3 separate regions of the Mus musculus genome follow, and all the other regions are linked to region 1. A link is a contact called in public promoter capture Hi-C data. All regions are on one chromosome and are shown on one strand. The core of a region is the stretch at or near the end of the contact, and the rest is flanking DNA. Distances in the headings are between cores, read along the strand shown. Region 1 holds the start of BC055324 (cDNA sequence BC055324). Region 2 holds the start of Pogk (pogo transposable element with KRAB domain). Region 3 holds the start of Pigc (phosphatidylinositol glycan anchor biosynthesis, class C).

The links. Promoter capture Hi-C pulls out the DNA fragments that hold promoters and counts their contacts.
Region 2: a promoter capture Hi-C map of pre-B cells shows a contact between it and region 1, with 8 times the contacts expected there. The contact joins the promoter of Pogk here to the promoter of BC055324 in region 1. A contact is called at or near these places in 2 of 39 promoter capture datasets (liver and pre-B cells) and 1 of 484 Hi-C or Micro-C datasets (liver).
Region 3: a promoter capture Hi-C map of liver shows a contact between it and region 1, with 2.9 times the contacts expected there. The contact joins the promoter of Pigc here to the promoter of BC055324 in region 1. A contact is called at or near these places in 3 of 39 promoter capture datasets (liver and pre-B cells) and 1 of 484 Hi-C or Micro-C datasets (uterus).

Annotation. Positions count from the first base shown.
Region 1 is chr1:163,993,437-163,996,101 of GRCm38.p6, reverse strand. It overlaps BC055324 (cDNA sequence BC055324), which reads left to right and starts at 1,306. Exons shown (of 24, transcript NM_201364.2): 1 at 1,306-1,492. The coding sequence starts at 1,382. Mettl18 (methyltransferase like 18) reads right to left here and starts at 1,213. Exons shown (of 2, transcript NM_027279.3): 1 at 1,031-1,213; 2 at 1-188.
Region 2 is chr1:166,408,516-166,411,180 of GRCm38.p6, reverse strand. Pogk (pogo transposable element with KRAB domain) reads left to right here and starts at 1,353. Exons shown (of 6, transcript NM_175170.4): 1 at 1,353-1,474; 2 at 1,850-2,183; 3 at 2,649-2,665. The coding sequence starts at 2,165.
Region 3 is chr1:161,967,837-161,970,501 of GRCm38.p6, reverse strand. It overlaps Pigc (phosphatidylinositol glycan anchor biosynthesis, class C), which reads right to left and starts at 1,314. Exons shown (of 2, transcript NM_001039045.1): 1 at 1,223-1,314; 2 at 1-262. The coding sequence starts at 51. It overlaps 4930558K02Rik (RIKEN cDNA 4930558K02 gene), which reads left to right. Exons shown (of 7, transcript NM_001204904.1): 2 at 2,506-2,591.

The DNA.
Region 1 (2,665 bases), core at 57-2,556:
TATGCACACCGTTTTTTTACCAAAGGATGATGCTTCAGCTTCTAGAAAGAATTTAATGGCATAACCGATCACACAGTCGATTAGTTCTGTTGCGCCCAATGTCTGTTAGCTGCGTATACACCATCAGATGTATTCAGAGGGGGCTCCAAAGACGTTTTAGACGCCTTTGATCCTTTTTCAGTTCAGCCCTGGAAAGGGAAGGGGGAAAAGAAAATGTTTAAAAACAAAAACAAAAAAAGGCTGTGTGTATGCGATTTAGCAAAATGCACAGATGCCTTAAGTATTCAAAAGTAGAAGATAAAACATAAAGACAAACAAAAGAATAGCTATAGCAGCTACCACCTTCACCAGAACAATAAACCCCAAGATTTGTAGACAGGACAGCCTAGCTACCTGCTGCCTGGTCTTTTTTTTTTTTTTTTTTTTTTTGGTTTTTCGAGACAGGGTTTCTCTATAGCCCTGGCTGTTCTGGAACTCACTTTGTAGACCAGGCTGGCCTCGAACTCAGAAATCCACCTGCCTCTGTCTCCCGAGTGCTGGGATTAAAGGCGTGCGCCACCATGCCCAGCTTCCTGCCTGGTCTTTTAGTTGCCTTGTGCTCAGGCATCTTCACCTTCATCTTCCTAAATTTCTGACGCATCTACAGTAATTATTTTCTCTTTGTTCACAGTGGCATCCAGGTTTGTTCCTTCATCTCTGCCTCGCAAAAACAGTTTAAGGTTTTATTTGGGTAAGTAGGGTATCCATTTTCAAACACACACAGGTGTGTGTGATCTGGTGTGTGCAAACTCATCCAAACGGTACATTTATGTGTACGTAGTTCTACACCTTATGTGACTGGAGGGATGAATAAAGACTAGGACTGTGGAAAGTATAATCGATTGTATAGAAACATTTCCGGCAATATGCCAGACCATAACACCCGTTTTAATTTGCACATTTCTGGACGGTGGGATCTCCGTTCACTTGGCAGGAGCCGTAGGAACGGAAGCACGCACGCCAGTAAAATCATTCCTATTCTCGAACGCACCTCACAGGGGAGTAGAGTCATTCCTGGCCTCAGCCCAGGTCACCCTTGAAACTACGCGTCGTCTCAAAGTCCCCCCGGACTGAGGATAGCAAACCTGAGGACTTCTGGTCTCAGCATTGGAAAGTCAGACGCCAGGGCGAACAAACTACCGGAGAAACTCGCCTTCAGCCTACGGCGAACACCAACGAGATGAGTCCTCCAATAGCTAGAGAGGGCCCCGACGCTTGGGGGCGAGAGTGCTCCTCTCTATGGTTTGGTGGGGGCGGAGCTCTCTCAAAGCCTGCTGGGACGGCGTTCCAAGCTGTGGCGGGAGTCGTGCGGATTCGTTCGTCTCTCGGGGGTGGCGAAAGAATGTCGCAGGACGATGCGGAGGTGGCGAGCGGGGTCGTGCTGGAGGAACTCAGCAGCTGGTCGGAGGAGATGTGCCGTCGGGAGCTGCCTTCGGTGCTGCCCCGGCTCCTCATATCCTTGGAGGGCGCTGAGCGGGGGGTGTGTCGCGAGCCTGCTCCGCCCTGACGCGGGCAGCCTGGGATTCGAACTCTGTTTTGTTTTGCGAGGTGATGGTTAAGGGAACGAGGACAACCGTGGGTTGAGGGGCTAGGCGCGCCTAGCATTGTCGGACGATTGCGACTGGAGCGTTTGAAAATGATGAGTGCTCTCATGCCTTAAGTTTAGTTCTCTGTTCCTAAGTTTGCCCGGTCGGTCGCACTTGCCTAAGTGTGGGAGATGCCCGCGCTGGTGCTCAGTATCTGGATGAAGCGTGAGAGCTGAAGGATGTAGTTGTAGTTCTTCCGTGGTACCACATCTTCAAAGGATGGTCTGTAAACAAAAATGCTTTTCCCCTTTCGAACCCGTTTCCCTTTTAAGTTACAAGGCGGTGCTTCAGGTATTGGCTTTAATCGAGTTGTAATTGTGTGGAGTTAGGTGCAAAGAATAATTATGTAATGCTTTTGTGTTTGTAATTGGAAGTCGACTCCCTTCATGTAAAAGGTGATTTTAATTTTATGATTTTGATCATACCTTCTATTTAAAATTACACACACAGAAACAGACACACACACACCCCTCCAAAAACTGAAAATACCATTACATTTAGTGAAAGTTCAAACCTTGCACGAATGATGTTTCATAGTATAACTTAAGTTCTCTCACACTGAAGTCATTCCTTAGACATTAGCAAAATCCAACGTGGTGCTGATGACCGTTTTTAAAGTACTCCGTGTGTGGATATGGAATTATTTTGCTTTTTAGATGGTAGTCCTGACTGGCCTGATACTAGCTATACAAAACAGACTGGTCTTGGGTTTGCAGTAATCCTGAGTTTGCAGTGCTGGAATTTTTGTGTGTCAACGAGAAGGGTTGTTTTTATGGAATTTCCTCCTGGAAACAACTGTTTTCCTACTCAAAAGATGTTTATTTATGTAATGTGTGTCTCAGACTGCTAGGCTTAGAGGGAATGAAGATATCTGTTATTTACCCTCCCCTCAGTATTACAGGTACCACACTACATTTAGAGTACCATTTCTACCTTACCTTGCTACCTACTGAAAACGCAAATCTCATTTCCAGGTTTTCTTCTGTAAGTAAACCTTGAACACTCTTTTTGCAACCAGCTAATTATGATTTCTGATTCTA
Region 2 (2,665 bases), core at 104-2,603, 2.4 Mb before region 1:
TTTAAGCCACCATTCCTGATTCTTAAAAAAATAAATAAATATATACATCAAAAGAGCTATCCATTAAAACAACAAAGGAATCCTAACCTTCTCTTTCAATATATCAATAATCTCTGTGCAGTGATTAAGCCATCATTGCTCTTTGCTCTTGTCAGCCATAACAACATTTCAAGAGTGAGTCTTCTGTGTCGTACTATATGTATTAAAAAGCACAGCTCATCTATGCCTTGGCATTTGTGCTTACACACACATTAGTGAACAGAAGCAATAAGTTTAAAGTAAAATGTTTAACAACAGCTTCTCCTGGGGGCTGTAAAGGCAGCTCGGGTGTTAAGTGCACTGCTCTTGAAGAGGATCAGAGCTTAGTTTCCAGCACCCCGATCAGGCAGCTCACAGCTACCTGTAACTCCAACACAGTGGTATCCCATGACTCTAGCCTTCAGGCATAAGCACATACCCATGCACATATTACTTAAAATAATATTTTGATTTTTAAAAACGATTCTTTTCTTAACCACAGGCTCTTGAACCCTCTCCTGAGCTGCCTCTGCTGCCGTGCTCCCCACCCCCACCTCTGCTTGCCCAGCCTTATTTAAGCAAGAATCCTAAGTCAGTTTAGCACATTTGTTATCTGATCACCCTGGTCTGCTTTCAACCAGAATCCAGTTTAGTGGGTTTAGCAAGAATCCCTCAATCTTTGATAATTCCTCTTAGTAATTATCCACACTCTTGACATCCACACCCCTTCCTCTCCTTGGCTATAAATCACCAACCCCCAAGTTGAACTCAATCTTTTAGTATTTTCAATAAGTATGAAGTGTGTGTGTGTGTGTGTGTGTGTGTGTGTGTGTGTGTGTGTGTGTGTGTGGTGTTTGTTTAAACAAGGTCCAAACAGATCTCCGACTGTAGAATCTTTTTCTGAAATAAGAAGATTTTCGAGGTCTCCTGGAACATGGTTGCTATATTCTCCACAGAGCTGTGGGCAAACAACTCGAAAAAACTTCTTCACACCTACTACGCCCAGGAAACTACATGCTTGGGAGTTAAAGGGCAATACTACAAAAATCTTCAAGTTCGCTTCTTGGTATGCTTGGATCAGCGTTCTGGACAGAACAAGAACGATGAGCCCGGTCACCCCTCCGCGCACAGAGCATTTCTGGATGCCTGAGCGGAAAGGCTGCGGTGTTCCTCCGAGCAAATGCCCACCTCGGCGGCCGCAAGTGAGCCAGCCACCGGGCTAACGCGGCTCGAAGCACCGAGGTCGCCGGAAGCGCCGCCGAGACCTGCTGACGTCACCGCCCCTAGCCCGCCCCTAACACCCTGGGCTCCGCCCACCCCTCCCCTCCCACCACGTGTCCTCGCTCCCTCCCGAGGGGCCGCGCTGGGGCGGCGGGAGCGGTGGAGACGATGGCGCGGTGAATGCCGGGCCACAGCCTTCGTCGCCCTTTGCGGCGACGCCGCCCGCTCGGCCGGGGTGAGTGCGCGCGGGCTGCGGGATCCGGGCGGCTCGTCCTCGAGGCCGGCGGAGGAGGCTGGGCCACGGTGGGGCGGGGGCCGCCGGTGGCAGTGTCGCCTCCGCCGCCGCCTTTGTTGCGGGCCGGCCGGGGAGGTAGGCGGCGTGGGCTGTCGCCGCCCCGCAGGTGGACCGAGGACCTTAGTGGTGGGCGGGGGTGGCGGGAGAGGGTTGGACAAGATGGCTGGAGCGGGCAAGGGCGGCGGCGAGCACCTTCGTGCCGGCCCCTCCCACCACCCGCCCCGCAGCTGGGCACAGGCCGCGGCCAAGTTCAGGTCCCGGGACTCCTGTGACCTCACGAGTGTTCCTACCTCCCCATGCCTCCACCCACCCCAGAAACATTGAAGAAGCTGACTCTGAACTCCGGGAAGATCCTTGCTTGGGAAGTCCCGGGAAATGGAGCTCACAGATGCACACTCTCTGCATACCCAGCAGCTGCCCGCAGTCTCTTCTGGGGAACCTCTTTGTACCAGCCTGAGGAGGCTTCGAATAGAGAGGATTTGCGACCCAGAGGCGAGGAGAAGTCCAGCCAGGTTTGGGTTGGCCTCTGCCACCCAGGCACGCCCCTCTCTGCATCATGGACTTGGCTTTGGGAGGTCCTTTGAGGCAGAAAAACTGTTAAGTTTCTGAAGTAGCTTGTGGACAGCGCCTATGAATCTGGAAAACCCAGGTGATAACTATTTTGGGCTAACTATTTAAATTTCCTATCTAGGCTGAGATACTTTGATGTGGTAGCAAATCAGCACCGCCCTCCTCTGGTCCTGATTCCGTGCTCAAACAGTCCTGGCAGTGGGAACTTCTGCCCATCACTGAGCTGTTTGAAACCTCTTCCCGGGATATTTACCCACTGTTCTAAGTTCTGCCCTTCTGCACAGAGGCTCTGTGAAAACTACTCTGGTCTCCGTGCCACAGGGGGCTCTTTAAATATTTGAAGTTAGCCAGATAAATTATCTGCCCTCAGCCTCTGTAATAATTAAATAAGCCAGCCACCTTTCTGAACCCCTTCCTTCCAGCTGGAAGCAGACAGTGCTTTGACCTAAACAGGTTTGTGTGTGTGTGTGTGTGTGTGCCTGAGCCGCCCTCTCACAGACTAGTTCCCACTGACACCTGATTGTCTGCTAACTCTTGAATGCAGAAATGGAGTCCCGGGCC
Region 3 (2,665 bases), core at 65-2,564, 2.0 Mb after region 1:
AACCTTCTGCCACTTGACTTCTGGGGTGTCTGTTACACGTTGAGCACACATTATCTCATTCTTTCCTCAAATCCAGGTTGGCTCAATCTCCCTCAGGGACGTCCATGGGGTTCTGGTTCTTGATAAATCTGTAGATTAAGAACTCTCTGGAAATGCCATGCTGATACCCTACAGAACTTTCCTTGTTTACAAAGCCTTCAGTACAAGCTGAGCCTGCATTAGATGAGTTTGTCCTGAGGGTCAGGACAACACAGCTAAATTCCTAGAAGAGAGAACTGTAAATATATGGAAGCTGGCATCAGATACAATAAAAAACAACTTGGCTTACTGAAAGCCTAGATAAATTGTGTCTGGTGACATAATGCGGCATTAAGCCTTCACATTTTAAAGTGTAGTCTTAATAATTGATATCTGCATCTAACTCAGAATGTTAAATGTCTTATGCACCTTCTTTAACTGTCACAGCCTTACAAGTTAATACCAGTTATGAGTTTACCTAATAAGACATCTGAGTTTCAAAACAGTAGAGTATTTAGGTCCCAGGCTAACAGCGTGGAGCCAGACCTCCTACAAAAGTCTAGTGTCAAAGTCTCTGCTTCTGGTCGTCCTTCTCTAAGCCAGTCTTAACTTGGGCATTCATACACTCTAAGGTTTATACTATTTTTGCATGATTATATTTGCAACTTACGCAAATTTATAGGGACAGAATCCATCCATAGCCGTTACTAGGTCCCCAAAGGTATCTGAATAAGTTATCGGTCGAATGACAATAACCTGCACCGTACAAAAGGGCATGATCTCTCTATAGTTTTAGCCCAAACCAAGAACTCAAATCTTTTTTGTTCATTAGCTGAACTTACTATCCTTTAAAGTGCTATATCATCCTAATTAACTGAAACAGCAAAACTCTAGCGCAGGATCAAGAAAACAATCATCCCAGTCGTAAACACAGAGGTCATTCAGCAAATTCGAGAAAGAACTTCCTGCCGGACCGTCTGTATTTTTCGTGGAGGCTAGGATAGACCTTTGCTTTAAAAGCCGTACACCCTGGAGTCGGCCCTCACGCACTGGGACCTCGGGATTTGAAAGGTCCCCGTCACCGGGCGGCGAAGGGTCTTGGGCTACCACTCACCCAACCGGCCTGCCCCGCCCGCCGCTGCCGACCCCCGCCCCAGCCTTGGATCAGCCGGAAGCGCTCACAGCGAAGGACGCCGGAACCCACCTGCACCAAGCTCTTTAGGGGGGTGCACGACCGAGAAGAGCGGCCGCCTAGCTACTTCTACATCCGGGACGCCGGCTTGGAAGGGGACTACTGTGGAGGAGCACTTCCGGATCCGCAGCACTCGGCGGCCAAAGCGTCCCGCCCCGAGACTCCACACCGCGAGGTCACTGCTGCCCTCTACTGATTGCTCCTCTCCTGGCAATCTGCTCCTAGTGGAATGCTAAGCCTGGGAAGCAAATCCCTCAGTGGGAATTACTTCACAGGGTGTGGAAGGCAGGAGAAGGCAGGAAGAGTCGCGGGGCTGGTGGAAGACTGGTAACTGCAAGGTTACCATGACATGTGTTGACAGGCTCTCAGCCAAGGGACTTTCCATGCATCCAAACCCTCCTCCTATAGGTGCCAAACCAGGCTTCTGGTATTCACCAAAAAAAAAAAAAAAAAAAAAAAAAAAAAAAAAAAAGGGGGGGGGAGTCGGGGAGATCCCAGATCTCACATAGCATCCTGTGCGTTGACTTGCACAGAGACGATGCGATCATTAGTTTGTTTTTGACCAAAGTCAGGCAGCTGGTTAGTAATTGCAAGTAGATCAGAAATATCCAAATGTGGATGGCTCCAAAGCTGGATCCTTTCCTAGACTTTGCCACCTAAAAGAGATGAGGGTGGAGAGCCTTTGGGACGAGAGATTGCTGATTTTCAACTGGGGTCTTGGAAGTGTCACAGGATTTATAAATAGATGGAAGCTCGAAGAATTTAAAATATAGAGACTGTTAAATAGTGTGGACACAGAGGCAGAAAGCATGAACCCATTTATTCATATTCACACTATCTGGGCTTTGAATTCTTTGTCTGTAAAAGAAAGAAGGCGCTTATTTGTTCTTGGCCACCTTATGGAATGGTTGGAGGACTCTCGTGTTAAAATAGTTTGCAATGTATTGATTGCTGTGTGGTTGCTGTTAGCTTACTTTGCTTATTGTAATACCAGCACTGGTCAAGTATTTTAACTTTTTTTTAATATTTTGTTTTTAATTATGTCTACATATGTGCTCCTGACTCCAGGTGTCTGTGGAGGTCAGAAGAAGGTGCTAGGTCCCCTGCCGCTATAGTTACAGGCAGTCATGAGCTGGCTTGTGGGTGCTGTCAACTAAACCTGGCTTTTCTCCAAGAGGAAGGAGTGCTGTTAGCCACCAAGGCATCTCTCTGGCCCTGTGACTCCCTTTAAGATTTAGTCTTCGGAAGTGTGATAAACTCTGCAACCTGATCTCTTTCCATTTCTCTCTCTGTAGGCTTTTGTTCCAAAGTTTGACAAGATTCCTTGGCTGAGTGAGGCCAGCCTGGTAAACAAACCATTGATCCTGAGCATCCCCAGAAGGTAACTTCCCAGCTTCTGAGGACAGAGCCTTCGAGGCAGAGCTCAGTGGTTGTACTCTTAAGGTGGAGAGGTGC